Regions from separate parts of the Zea mays genome. Here region 2 is linked to region 1. Evidence: chromatin contacts called from public Hi-C data. All regions are on one chromosome and are shown on one strand. Each heading gives the region's core, a stretch centred on a gene start, on an enhancer-like site or on the middle of the called end of the contact. The rest is flanking DNA. Distances are from core to core; before and after follow the strand shown.

Region 1 (6,598 bases), core at 1,373-3,872:
TAATGAGCCTTAATGCATGGATGTTGGAGAGATCTTATATTTATAGAGGAAATAAAGCATTGAAATCAGATTTTTTTTATTTCCATACGTGTTTTCGTTATGAAATAGATCGATGATTTACACTAAAATGTATACCCATTTATACTGTTTTGGTTCACGTTTTCTGATGATAAGTCATCTTACTGGGCACTAGTTCTGGTTAAAAAAAGAACAGTGCATTTTGCATGTTCAAAAATGTTATTTTGAAGAGTCCACGTTCAGTAATATAGCCGAAAAAAAAGTTCAGGGAAACGTAGCTCAAAAGGATAAGGAAACAAGCACAACATTTGAGCCTAGCAATTACTGTATAACCGTATCAACGTGGTTTCGATAGATTAAGGGCATGTTTGTTTCCTCGCTGGATTGTATAATCCAACTTATTTTATATAGATTATATAATTCATAATCCTATTAGAGATGTTTATTTACGCAAATTATTAGCAGGTAAAACGCAAACAATTAATTTAAAATAACCATCTACTGATCTGCTTATGGATTTATCACAATCTAGGTAGAGGTGGTAATGAGCTTTAAATTTTATACTACAAAATTTAAGGATCAGATCGGGATCTATTTCTATTTATTTTTAGACTAAAATTAAGTAAGGGATCAAATATAATGTGGAAAAAAAATAATATTTGGATCGTGATCTATTACCACCTATAAATCTAGGTAACTAGATTATATAATCTACTTCAATAATCTATGTTGTTTGTTTGCACGCTTAACTTATTTAAGCTCGATTATATATGATATAGAGGGTAAACAAACAGTACCTAAATGGATAAGAAGACTGTTACCGGTAAATGGCAGGCTGATGTTGCACAGATGCCGAGTAGACGAGCCGCCCTTGGACTCTGAAACCTCAATCTCGCGGCCATTCCCTTGCTCGAAGGCTGTCGACCCGATCCCCAGCATGTTGAGGAAGCTGTTTGGTCTAGCCAACGGTCTATCCCCAAGCGAAGCAGCCTCGTTCTGTCTCATCATGTGACACAGACAGGTTACAAGTCTCACGACAGCGACATTTTGCAGTCCTAATCAGCTGCCACAAGCGTTCGGAATGTAGCAAGTAGCAACGGCTTTGGTATCTCGGTACCTTTGACGAGAATGTGGCGACATGGCTTGGCAGTCCTACCTCCTGCAGAGATCGGGACGACGGCTCCAGTTCAGTTCAGGGAAAGGGAAACAGCAGGACAAGAAACGTGACACAGAGGAGTTCCGGTGGTCAAAGTAACCTTGCGGCCGTGCCGGCAGGCTTCGACGCTGTTCACCAGCACCCTGGCAGCCCACCTGAAAACAAGCTCATACAGTAGTAGATCAGAAGCAGCAAGAACTGAAAAAAAGCTCAGTCAAGCAAGTCACCACTATTCAGAGTTCCATCCAACTGCTGCATTTCGAAGACGGAGGAAAGTAGGAAACCACGGGCGGCTGTAGGCTGTAGCTGAGCTGCGCAGGGCAGCAAGTTGGCCACGCGGAGCAAGTGCAGCGCACCCGGACACCCCTCCCCAGCCTACGAATAATTGAAAGAAGCAAGGCACAGTCCGTGCTGCCAAGTACAATCATATGGGGGATAAGGCGCTTGTTTATGGCCGGCTGGCGCAAGCACGAGGGTTTTCGTTTTTTTTCTTTCCCCTTCGCATACTGCAAGTTGCCCCTGTTCTTTTCTGTTGGGGGGTCCCTGATCGAGGCCAATCAGGCAGGAGAAAGCGGCGAAGAAGCCTACAAGGGATTAAACTAGGCCACAGAAGATGCGAATGCAATGCAGGCATGAAGCGGAGCGAAGGCGAACTCACGCGCAGGAGGTCGGCGGGTTCCACACAATGCCGGCGATCACCACGAGCTGCAGGCGCCAAAAAAAAAGGGTGTCGGTCGGTGGGTCGGCCGGGTCGTCGAACCGAATCTTGCAGGAACATTAGATAGAACCCGCAGCAGCAGCCAATGGCGGCGGCAGGCGCGGTGCGCGCAGGCAGTATACCTCGTCGAATTCGCCGGCAGGGCTGTCGTGGTAGCGCGCCAGGAACATGCCGCCGAGCGTGTAGCCGAAGGCCTCAACCAGGCGGAGGTCCCGCGGCACGAAGGCCCGCGCCGTCGACGCCTTCACCAAATGCAGCTGGTACAATGCGCTGCAGTGCAGCAGGAGGAGGAAGGAGAGCGCGGCGGCGAGAGACCATCACCCATCATCCATCACGCACTGGCTCGATCGAACAGGTGGGGGGAAAGAAGAAAAGAAAAAAAAGGAAAGGAGAGCTGCGGGCCTTGCCTGCCTTTGAACACCCATGGCGGCCCGTGCTTGTACCCCGCGCAGGCCGTCTCCTTCTCCTCGTTCTCCGCCGCCATGGATCCCCCTTCCTCCTCACGCTCTCGGCAGCTAGCTAGCTAGCTAGACAGACAGACAGACTCTCCGCGAACGCAAGGGAAGCGGCCCCGCCACTGGACAGGGAAGGAGAGTCAAAGGGCGGCCCTGGGTTTATAGGCAGGCAGGAGCTGGTGGAGTGGGAGGAGGGCGAATGGAAGGGGAGGCAGGGGGCGATGAATGCTGATGCACTGACTGATGCTGGGACGCAGGTCGCGGCTTAAACAAGTGGTTGTCGCCGCGGCTTTGCGGCTCGCGAGCTTTGGTTCGACGGAGGGGACGGGAGGCGAGAGGGGATGGGAGCCCGGGCGGACCTTATCCGGTGGACAGGTGGCACCAGCCTAGAGGCCACGGGTGCGGGTGACGTCATCCGTCGAGATCCGAGCGGGGCCCACGCTTTGCTGTCTCATCGTCCGCGTCGGTTCCCTGCCGCTGATCAGCTCCCGGACCCGGAGTCCGGACCCCGGACAAAGATGTGGCGGGCTGCTTGTTTGATTGCGGGGCCGGGGCGCCGCTGTGTTTTCCCTGCTGCTGTTTTCGGGATCTTGGATTAGTCAACCAAGGCCACGGCCATGAAAGCCACAGCGGAGCGGGGGCAGCGTGCGGCATGCGCTGTGTGCCGGTCATGGCAACGAGACCTGAACTCCGCGGGAATTTATCTATTAGGACATGTTCCCAATATAATAACGAGATTTAGCGTTTTTATCAGGCGTGTACAAACCAAGTCATAAAACCAGATACTCCCTCCTTTCTTTTTAGTTATCGCTGGATAGTTCCATTTTGTACTATCCAGCGACAACTAAAACGAAACGGAAAGAGTACATAATGCTTTTGCTAAATCTATTAGCTTCATTACCAAACAAAAACGTGAGAAAGAGCGTCTACACAACATCTTTGATTATTGAAAGGAAGGCAAGTTCCTAACCCTGTCATACCGTAGCAAATGGACTAATTTGTGGGTAAAGAAGTGGTTTTACATGAAAAATAATTTTAAAAGCGGTGAACATATCAAGGGCATAATTCAAATGCTTATCAAGCCCAATTTTGGATTTAAGAGGTCGACTTGTTATATGAGTATGACTGTCTTTAATATTGTTTGCACCTATACATCGGAACACGAGATCGGGTTCAAGAGCATTTAGCTTTGAATATCTGGACGCTGAGGACTGAGTGGGTGAAAGTTGTCTAGAGAGGGGGTGAATAGACGAAACTTGAAAATTACAAACTTTGAACATAAACTTCACCCAAGGTTAGCGTTAGAACGAGTAATGACGAAATTAGAGTGCAGAAGATAGTTCTACTGCCATGGATTGATCAATCAATTCGCATAACTTTGGGAGTTAACTCAAAATGATCACAAGCAAGAGAACTCAGAGAGATGGGAGAGGAAGAATCAAATCACAATGCAAGATTAACATAAAGACACAGGTGATTTGTTTCCCGAGCTTCAGTTCCGAAGAACCTACTCTCCATTGAGGAGGCCACGTAGGTCGGGTCTTTTTCAACCTTTTTCCTCTCTCAAACGGTCACTTAGACCGGTTTAGTGCTTCTTCTTAATCTCGAGGGTCACTTAGACCCCGCAAGGACCACCACATAATTAGGTGTCTCTTGATACCTTTACAAGTCAATGAGAATTTAGAAGAAGAGGAAGAAAGCACGATCAAGAAACCAAGCAACAAGAGCAACAATAAAACACAAGGTCACACTCTTTATAGTGTCTCTATAAAGCGCTAATCACTAAAGATTACAAATCACAATTATGGCACTTGGAGGAGTTTTGAGACTTTTGAGTGTGCTTGAAGTGAAGAGTTGCTCTTGCAATGAATGAGAGTTATGGAAGTTTGGATGAGTTGAATGGAGGTGGTTGGGGTTGTATTTATAGCCACCAACCTTTTCCTAGTTGTTGCCCTTGTTCTGCCACGTGTGGTTGGTCCGCGCTCCTGGTTCGGACGGTTCGCCCCTGCACATCAACGATTGGATTTTGCAACGGTCAGTTATAATGGCTAAAATCACATTAAATGTCTCGTCGAATGTCAGATAAAGTCTGACGTGGACGACCCGGTCGTGCCTCCAAATGGTCCGCGTGTGCGTTATAATTCATTTTACCGAACCAGACACCTTCGGGTTGTTCTGTCTTTCAACGATCGGATGGTTCCCTCCTGAGGCCGGACAGTTTTCACATGACTTCAGACGGTACTATTCTTTCCTTCGGATAGTCCGTAGTAGAAAAGTGCATTTGGCATAGTATCTCTCCGAAGTCCATCGAGGTGTCACAGACAGTCCGCCGAAAGGGCTCAGACGGTCCGAGCACATGTGAATTTTCTAAAAATAGCTCATGTCCAGAATAATCTATGTAATTCCGGACAGTCCGCTTTAGAACCTCAGACAACCCACGAAGCGCTGTTTTGATGGTTAATCTTTCTTGAAGTATTTTCTGAGTTCCTGAGATCATAACTTGCTAAACTAGTTAGCTAAATTGGTTGTGATGGTCGTCAATTACCAAAAAATAGTGGAAATGGTTTTTAGGCCTATTTCCCTTTCAGTGGGCGACGTTAGAGCCGAAGGAAGGTAGCACGATGAAGCAAGAGGCAAGTCTTGTTAGGTTGAAATATACGTATAAGTTCAAAAAATAGTTTGGGAGCCATGCGACAAATGGTTGAAAGCTATCGAGGATAAATGCAATGAAATCCTTGGATTTCAATAAGAAAGGAGACGATGTTTTTCCCGCTGCCCTCGGAGAAATGATGGTTGAACCGCGTGTTCGACACCATCGGTTTGTTTACCTTGACTACCCGAGCTAACACTAGGTGGGGGAAATAAAAGGAAGCAGAAAAAATTAAGATGATGACCAAACATCGCAAAATCTTTGCTACAGAGGAAGGTGAACATGCTAGGAAGAAAGTTAATTTTGAAGAAAGAGCAGCAGATGTCGAGCTGAGGCTAACTATTAGGACTTGAGAAATATCGAGGGCACATAATGACATTTTGCTCGACTTTTACTAATGCTTAGAATTTGTCATACGATACCTTTCTTTGATGGCTTGTTCACATTTTTATAGGAAAATTTTGAGACTAAAGAAGTTATTGAATTGTCTATACTTTGATGAAACTTCTTTGGCCAAAATTGAAGCAAAGCCAAAGAAAAGCCTTGACTCCGACACCTGGAGCAAAAACCCTAAGGAAAGATAGACATATAAATCCTATGATGAATGCCTTTCTTTACGAGGATACACATGAGGAGACTACTGAAGCAGAAGCTACTTCTAAGGCTTTGGGAGATAAGACAGCCACCACAACAATGGTGGTGGCCAAAGAAATTGATGTTTGCATGGCGATCACGCCAACAACGGAAGCTAAAGAGATGCCCATGGCCGCACCATTAGTGGTACCAGAAAAGGTCGAAGCCAAGGACAACTCTCCAAAGCAAGATATTATTCCCAAAAAACAATGAGGGTGAAAAGGCTGTGGAGGCCAAAAGGGCAAAATAAACGGAGGAAGAGAAATTCTCCAAACACAGGACTGAAAGGGAAATGTGCCCTTGGGCCATTTCTATAAGTTTTTGGTGATTAAGTGCCCAACACACATTAAGGGAATGAGTATATGCCAAAGGGTGGACAAAGTGCAAATCAATACAAAGGTATGATTCTATACTTAGTACATTAGTTTTTGTGTACTAACATATTTGTCTAAGTGCTAGAATCAGAGAAAAGACAATTGGAAAAGACTTGGCTCGAGCAGCCAAGACTCTGCTCAGTCTGGGTACACCGGACTGTCTGGTAGTGCACCGGACAGTGTCCGGAGGTGCACCGGACAGTGTCCGGTGCGCCAGGCTGGCTCTGGTGAAAAGGCCGCTCTCGGGAATTCGTCGGCGGCGTACGGCTAAAATTCACCGGACTGTCCGGTGAGCCAACGGTCGACCGAGCCAACGGTCAGCCGCGCAATCCGCGCGTGACGCGTGGCCGGGCCAACGGTCTGAAGGGGGCACCGGACTGTCCGGTGTGCACCGGACAGTGTCCGGTGCGCCAACGGCTCCAAATCGCCAATGGTCGGCTGCGCCAAAATAGGAAAGAAATCTGCACCAGACAGTGTCCGGTGGTGCACCGGACTGTCCGGTGCGCCAGTCGACAGAAGGCAAGAATTGCCTTCCTAGAATGCTCTCAACGACTCCTAGCTACCTTGGGGCTATAAAAGGGACCCCTAGGCGCA
Region 2 (6,838 bases), core at 3,248-5,747, 140 kb after region 1:
TGTGTAGTGGAAGTTCGGGTAGTATGTCTATTCGGGTACTGATACAACTGACCCAAAATTTGCTAAAAACTTTGGGTACCGGAAGTTCGTACCCAAAATGTTTCTCAAGTTTTTCGGGTTCGGGTTATTTGGGTTTGGGTTTGGTTTTGGGTTCGGGCTTCTAGTATCGGGTTTTCTGCCCACTCCTACATGGCGGCACGGGAGACTCCTTGACAGCACATCGCACACAGGGGTGTGGGAAGCAAGGGAGCAAGAGGGGGAACCACAGAGTGCCTCAAGGAGGTTGTCGTACTCAAAGGAGGAGGCAGCGGAAGGGGAGACGGAGAAGGGAAAGTCGGAGACGAGGACTCTGTAGGTGGAGAGGTCAAGGCACCGGTACCCCTTATGAGCAGGAGAGTACCCAAGGAAGACGCTACGAGTGGAGCGAGATGCAAGCTTATGAGAGCAGTGGCATAGAGATTAGGATAGCAAGCGCACCCGAACACGCGAAGGTGATCATAGGAGGGAGAGGTACCAAAGAGAGCAAAGTAGGGGGTGGGGTGATGAACCGCCTTGGTGGGGAGGCGATTGAGCAGATAGGTAGCAGTGGCCAGTCCAGTAGCGAGCGGGAAGGGAGGCCTGGAACAACAAGGAGCGCATGACGTTGTTTGTGGTGCGAATCATGCGCTCAATCCTGCTGTTCTGAGAAGAAGTGTAGGGGCACAACATCCTCCACTGAACGTCGTGTGAAAGGAAGAAGTCACAGGACGCGGAGTTATCAAACTCTCGCCCAGTGTCACACTGGACAGCCCGGATGGTGAGTCCAAACTGAGTGGAAACCCAAGCGAAGTTAGAGAGTGTGGGAAACATATCAGACTTCAAGCGTAACGGAAAAGTCCACAAGAAATGAGAGTAATCATCCAGAATGAGCAAGTAATATTTATTGCCAGAAATGATGAGAACGGGGGATGTCCAAACATCACAATGAACCAGATCAAAATTGCTCGTTGCTCTGGAAGAGGAGGGAAAAGGGAGCCTAACATGTCGACCTAACTGAAAGGCGTGACACAAATGCTCAAAAGAACCCCGACTACATGAGATGATAGAACTGCTAGACAACTTAGACATCACATCAGGCCTGGGGTGGCCAAGGCGGTGGCGCCAAGTGATAGATGAGGTAGCAGCGGTCAAGGCATGCAGCGTGGAGGTCGGGGAATTGGAGGCAAGCAGGCGAATAGTGTACAGCGGCTCGGAGCTGTCACACCGCGTGTGAAGGATCCTGGTAGCAAGATCCTTCACAGACAAGCCAAAGGGGTCACCGGGAAATGGATCTTCAACAGAAGCTGAAGGTGGATGGCTCCTTGGATCGGCACAAGGCTCGTTGGGTCCTGTGGGCTTCACCTAGCGTCCCAGGGTGGACTATGACAAGACCTTCATCCCCGTGGTGAAGCCTGGTACCATCAAGAGTGTTCTGACTCCGGCTCTCTCACAGGCTTGGCCAGTGCATCAGCTCGACGTCAAGAATGTCTTCATGGCACTCCGACAGAGACGGTGTATTACACTCAATTGGTCAGCTCTGTGGACCCGGCTCACCCAACATCAGGGATGAAAGTGGCAATCCGAACTATTAGAACAAATTTATTATTTTAAAATAGATCTGTATAAAATTTGATGTTGATGTTTTATTATGTTATGAAGCACATTATTAGAAATAAGAATAAAATATTGCATAAATTGTTTTATGCATTATTTGCTCTCTACAACAAAAAGTGAAACATTACCGAATTTGTTTCTGAATCCATACCGAATTTTACATCTATCATTTAAGAAAATATAGGATGAATTTGTGGTTTACCTTTTATGAATATCTAAAAGCTCAATGTTAAAAACAAGAATACAAATTTGTATAGTAGATTATATATCCTATTTATTCGCAACCAAAGAAAAATGACCAAAAATTGATAACTGAATAAATATCGTTCCGACCATTTTCATCCCTACCCGACATGGTTTGCAAGCTCAACTGGTCCCTCTACGGCCTCAAGCAGGTGCCCCGAGCTTGGTGTAGTCGCTTTGTCGCCTTATTGCTCTCACGAGGCTTCTTCGAGACCAAGGCAGACACCTCCCTATTTGTCTTCTATCGTGGCCTGGACACGACGTACAGCCTCCTCTATGTCGATAACATCGTCCCCACGGCCTCCTCGCACGAACTCCTGTGGCGTATCATCTCCTCCCTCTAGCAGGAGTTCGCGATGAAGGACCTGAGTGAGTTGCACCACTTCCTGGGGATCACCATGGAGAGCCGGTCCCAGGGCTTGTTTCTCCACCAGCACCAGTACATCGTCGACATCCTCGATCGCGCTAGCATGGCTGACTGTAAGCCTTGCACGACTCCGGTGGACACTCAGGGCAAGGCCTCCTCCAACGACGGCCCCCGGTGGCTGATCCCACCAGCTACCAGAGTCTTGTTGGGGCACTGCAGTACCTCATCTTCATCCGGCCCGACATCGCATACGTCGTCCAACATGTGTGCCACCATATGCACGCCCCGCAGGAGCCACATCTCACTGCTATGAAGCGGATCCTGCGGTACCTCCAAGGCACTTCCGACTTCGGGCTCCTTCGATGATCTGCGACCAACGACCTCGCCATCTACATCGACGCCGACCGGGCCGGCTATCCTGACACACGTCGATCCACCTCCAGTTTCACCATGTTCCTCGGCGACAGTCTTGTCTCGTGGTCGTTGAAGAGGCAGCCAGTCGTCTCCCGCTCCAACGCCGAGGCCGAGTACCGTGTTGTGGCTAACGGCATAGCCAAGGCAACATGGCTTTGTCAGCTACTTCAGGAGCTGCAAAGTCCGCTAATGTGCAGTACTCTTGTCTACTGCGACAACGCCAGCGCCACGTACCTCTCCACCAAGCTCGTACAGCACCAACGCACGAAGCATGTCGAGCTTGACCTCCAGTTTGTCCGCAAGTGTGTCGTCGTTGGGGATGTGCGTGTTCTTCATGTCATGTCTCCACGACTTCTCAGATCACCGACATCTTCACCAAGGGCCTCCCTACGTCAGTGTTTTAGGAGTTTTGGTCCAATCTCAACATCTGTTGTGGCTAGAGTTTCGACTACGGGGTGTTAGAGTTGTAATGCCTAATGTGATGGGTTCTGATTGTGTAATGGGCTTAGGCCCAAGTACTCCTATTATAAATACATCTCCCAACCCTGGTTAGGGTTAGGGTTTCCAACACAAAGCAGTTTACTTCCAGAAGCTTGTTTCGTGCATGAATAAACAAGCAGTTTCTTTCAAGAACTGATTGAAAGTGTCATACAGACATACTGATCCTCTCAGACCAGCAACTAGAGGTGAATTACAGCATATAAGTAAAAAAAATCATGTTACCTAGAGTCTAGCTTTGACGAATTTTTACAACTTACTGTCACTTCAGATGTCAGCTGATTCAAATTATGCTGGGTTAGGTCAGCAAAGAACCCAACTATTAAACTATTAGGAGAGATTCACTAAAGGGGAGAACATGGAAACTATGACATATAAATTTCTTTGAACTTTTTTGGATTGCTCCTTTAATCTAAATGTATATTTGTTAAACCCAGCACAGCAAAACAAAATGCATTATTCCACGCAGATCACCAAATATAGAGGCCAAAGTGAACAATTGGCATGTGGTTTGTATGATTCAGAGGTAAGTCGTAGTTTATATCATGGATAATTACACATTTTGAGCAGGAATCAGAGGATTTCTTGTCCAAAAGCTTCAAAAGTCAGTGAGCGATTCGGCAAACACCTTGTGGGCGTCAGCAGAGGGCAGCCCGGGCATGAGAGTAACAAAGTGAATGAAATACCCGAACGGTATTCTACAAGCCCTAAGACAGGACGAGCGCGCAACGAGATCACACACACACGAAGCGAGAGGAGGCCGCACCTTGTAGCACGAGAGTGAGCAGTACCGGGCGTTGCAGCGGGGGCAAGTGTACTGCGCGAACTGCTTCTGACACCTGCAAGCAAGCGGCGCATAGAATAACGCATTAGCACGAGCAGGTAGGAACCAAGATCCGCTAGGGCCCGATGCTTTGCGCCAGCAGGAGAGGAGAAGCCGTATGTCAGAGCCAAGCCTTACACGCGGCAGATGACCCTGGTCTCGGCGAAGGAGGAGTACGACGAGGAGGCGGGGGAGGACGAGGACCCAGCGGCCTCGGGTGCGGAGAGCACGACGTCCCTCTCCATCGCCGGCACGCGCGGCGCCTGCTCTTGCGCTTCCAGTCTCTGTCCTTCTCGGCGGTGTTGGCTTTGGGAATTTGGGGATGGGGGGACTTCCTTTCCTCCGGCGTGCGGCGGGCGCGGAGGCTTCTCGATGCTCGGCGAAGGCCCATTGGTGGTCATGGCCCAAGCATAGGATTTCCAAGTGTCATGGCCCATTGGTGGTCCTGATCCTGATTGGCGGTGAAGGCGGCTGGAGTTGAAGAGGAGGGTGCGGAAGAGACGAGGACTCGAGTGTTTGCGAGGGTTGCGGCCTGGGGTTTTCCTTTGCTTTGCGCCGCCTCAATCGGTCGGAAGGGCGGAGCAGCAGCAGGAGCACAACGAGGCTGCCTCCTCGGCTTTTCTGGGAGTTCGGACCCGTGCGGCGCGACGGGCGACGGCGACTGAACATTCCAGAAGGGGGCGCGTGGGAAAGCGACGGGCCGGCGGACGGAGGCCGGGTGGGCGGCGGGATCGGCACAACAACTCAACAAACTTGGCCTATTTCTTGCTGGGCTTTGTGCGGGTCGAACCGCCCTGTGACTGTGATTCTGTATGGTTGTGGCCCGCTCTGTCGGGCGCATTTTTGGGTAGACGTGTGGTCTGGTGACGGCGCCGGCCTGGCCAAAAAGTGGCGTCGTGCGCTGGGCGGCGGTGGGGTCTAGCCGCCGTCTGGGCGCTCCGCTGCCGGGTCGAAGGACCTATAAAACGGAGGGGTCGAGGAAGCTAGTGAGTGCCATCGTTGGGCCGGCGCAAACCCTAGTCGCCACATCACTGCCTCCTCACACCATCTGCCTGTGGTTCCCATGTCATCCTCCCCCGTTTGAGGTCTTCCTGCTCCTTCAGATCCGTCTATGTGTGTGTTTGTCGTGCCTGATACTGGCTCGGAAGGTATTCCGATCTGTTTCTTCGGTGCCGTATATTTCGTTGCGATTTTGGTTCGGTTCTTTCTTGCTCTTCGTGGGTCGTTGCTGGATAACACGGATCGATGATGCTGTTCAAGAAGTACTGCGTTATCTTCCTGATGCAAGTGTTAGGCCCTCGTTACGAAGGCTTCCTGACGACACAAATATCTTGCTGAGATCCAAGTGCGCAACTTCTCTCTTTTTTCTCTTTCTTTTCCGTATTTCTCGCCGTGTGCTTTTTCTCCTCTGGATTGAATTTTGCGTACAGTTTAGTTTTCACCAAATGCAATCGTAACTTACGGGCAGGATGTTTCAGCAACGAAGTAAAGGAGGAGATTATTCCGTCAACCGTAAGGTTCCGCTAAGAGCTTTAGAATATGAAAGGCATTAGTGGTAACAAGATTTGATTTGGTTAGGTGTTAGTACAAAAATGAGATTCCATTCCAATGCTGTTGGGGGTACTGCTAGTGAATATGGCCGGGCATCTATCACGGTGTTGTATGTGTACGAAATAATGTCTGCTTTCGATACGGTAAGTTTTGCTTTAAGTTACATAATCATCTCCAGTGTGACCTATAAAAATACCCTGTAATTTTAAAATTTGAAAATAGTAAATTTTGTATAGTTTAAGACACTAATAAAATATTCTTCAAATCTAGGTTATAGAATAGCAGTATATCTAATGCACTTGATAGGATGTTCTATAATTTTAACAAATTTTAGAAAATAAGATATTATTAAAGTAGTTTTTCTATCTCCAGCTCTATATTTCAATTTGAGTTCAATTTGAAAATAAGACATTGTTGAAAATGCTCAAACATTTTACATTTACGGTATAACAAACCACACACGGAAAGGACATGAATGTGTTTAACATACTACGGTTGGCGCAACTACGGTTTCAAAATAATAGCAAACCACGTAGCGCAAGACGTCTGGACGGCGGGCACATCCAGAAGCGTGGCATTAGTAATCAGAAACAATGAAACTGGAAGTTGTAAGCAGCAAACCCAACCCAACGAAATGGACTGCGTACATGTTTAGTGAATCCAGCGAAAAACAATAGTTCAGCCAGTTGCCAGTTTAAATGTCTTAGTTATCATCTGGCGGACACAGGTTAACTGAGATAATGCACGTAGGTGAGCATCTAACAACACTGTTCCACAACTGTCAAGCGAGCTTATTTACATCAACAACTGCAGCATCCTCCAGTAGCTGCCATCAACTATCTTTCTACCCATCAGCGGCATAGAAGGGAAGTGACTTGAGTGGCATCACCTTCTCCTGCAAAGGGAAATGGAGACTGGTGTGAGTGGATTTATACCTGTGTTAACAGAACATTGCGAACAGTGTGCCTCTGATTCCACCTCAGGGTTCTCCACATGTTCTGAGGGGAAATGAAGCCCAGTGGAACAGTTTTCAAGCACTTCAGGTCTCTTCAGCCATGCTTTGTGAGCTTCGATTGCTTTCATCTTGAAGCGAAACATCTGCAAGTGCCATATCCAACCAATTCAGGTGCAAGGCTGCTATAGAAGTAATTTGCAAGAAGTTGCCTGAATGAAAAATCAGGGACTGACAGCAGAAGAGTGAATATGTGCTCCAGACCTCTGATAAAGAAATGCTTGGCTTCTCAAGTTCATCTCCGTTGACGTGAATTCCAGTACCCTGACATTCTGGGCAAACTATGGACGTTATTTTG

What was found. Hi-C and Micro-C count contacts between places; a contact is called where the count stands out from the background.
Region 2: a contact with region 1 is called in a Hi-C map of leaf, with 9 times the contacts expected there. The contact joins the promoter of LOC100217156 here to the promoter of LOC100217307 in region 1. A contact is called at or near these places in 12 of 25 Hi-C or Micro-C datasets (bundle sheath, ear, endosperm and 4 more) and 2 of 3 datasets of contacts at active chromatin or transcription factors (leaf and seedling).

The regions. Positions count from the first base shown.
Region 1 is chr1:232,150,509-232,157,106 of Zm-B73-REFERENCE-NAM-5.0, forward strand. LOC100217307 reads right to left here and starts at 2,623. Exons shown (of 9, transcript NM_001143654.1): 1 at 2,300-2,623; 2 at 2,015-2,162; 3 at 1,833-1,879; 4 at 1,275-1,329; 5 at 1,136-1,177; 6 at 840-1,014. The coding sequence starts at 2,376.
Region 2 is chr1:232,285,570-232,292,407 of Zm-B73-REFERENCE-NAM-5.0, forward strand. It overlaps LOC100217156, which reads right to left and starts at 4,498. Exons shown (of 6, transcript NM_001143521.1): 1 at 4,116-4,498; 2 at 3,921-3,993. It overlaps LOC111590561 (a long non-coding RNA gene), which reads left to right and starts at 4,122. Exons shown (of 2, transcript XR_002749683.2): 1 at 4,122-5,322; 2 at 5,446-5,691. LOC100275630 reads right to left here. Exons shown (of 5, transcript NM_001149677.2): 3 at 6,745-6,838; 4 at 6,507-6,626; 5 at 6,195-6,423. The coding sequence ends at 6,373.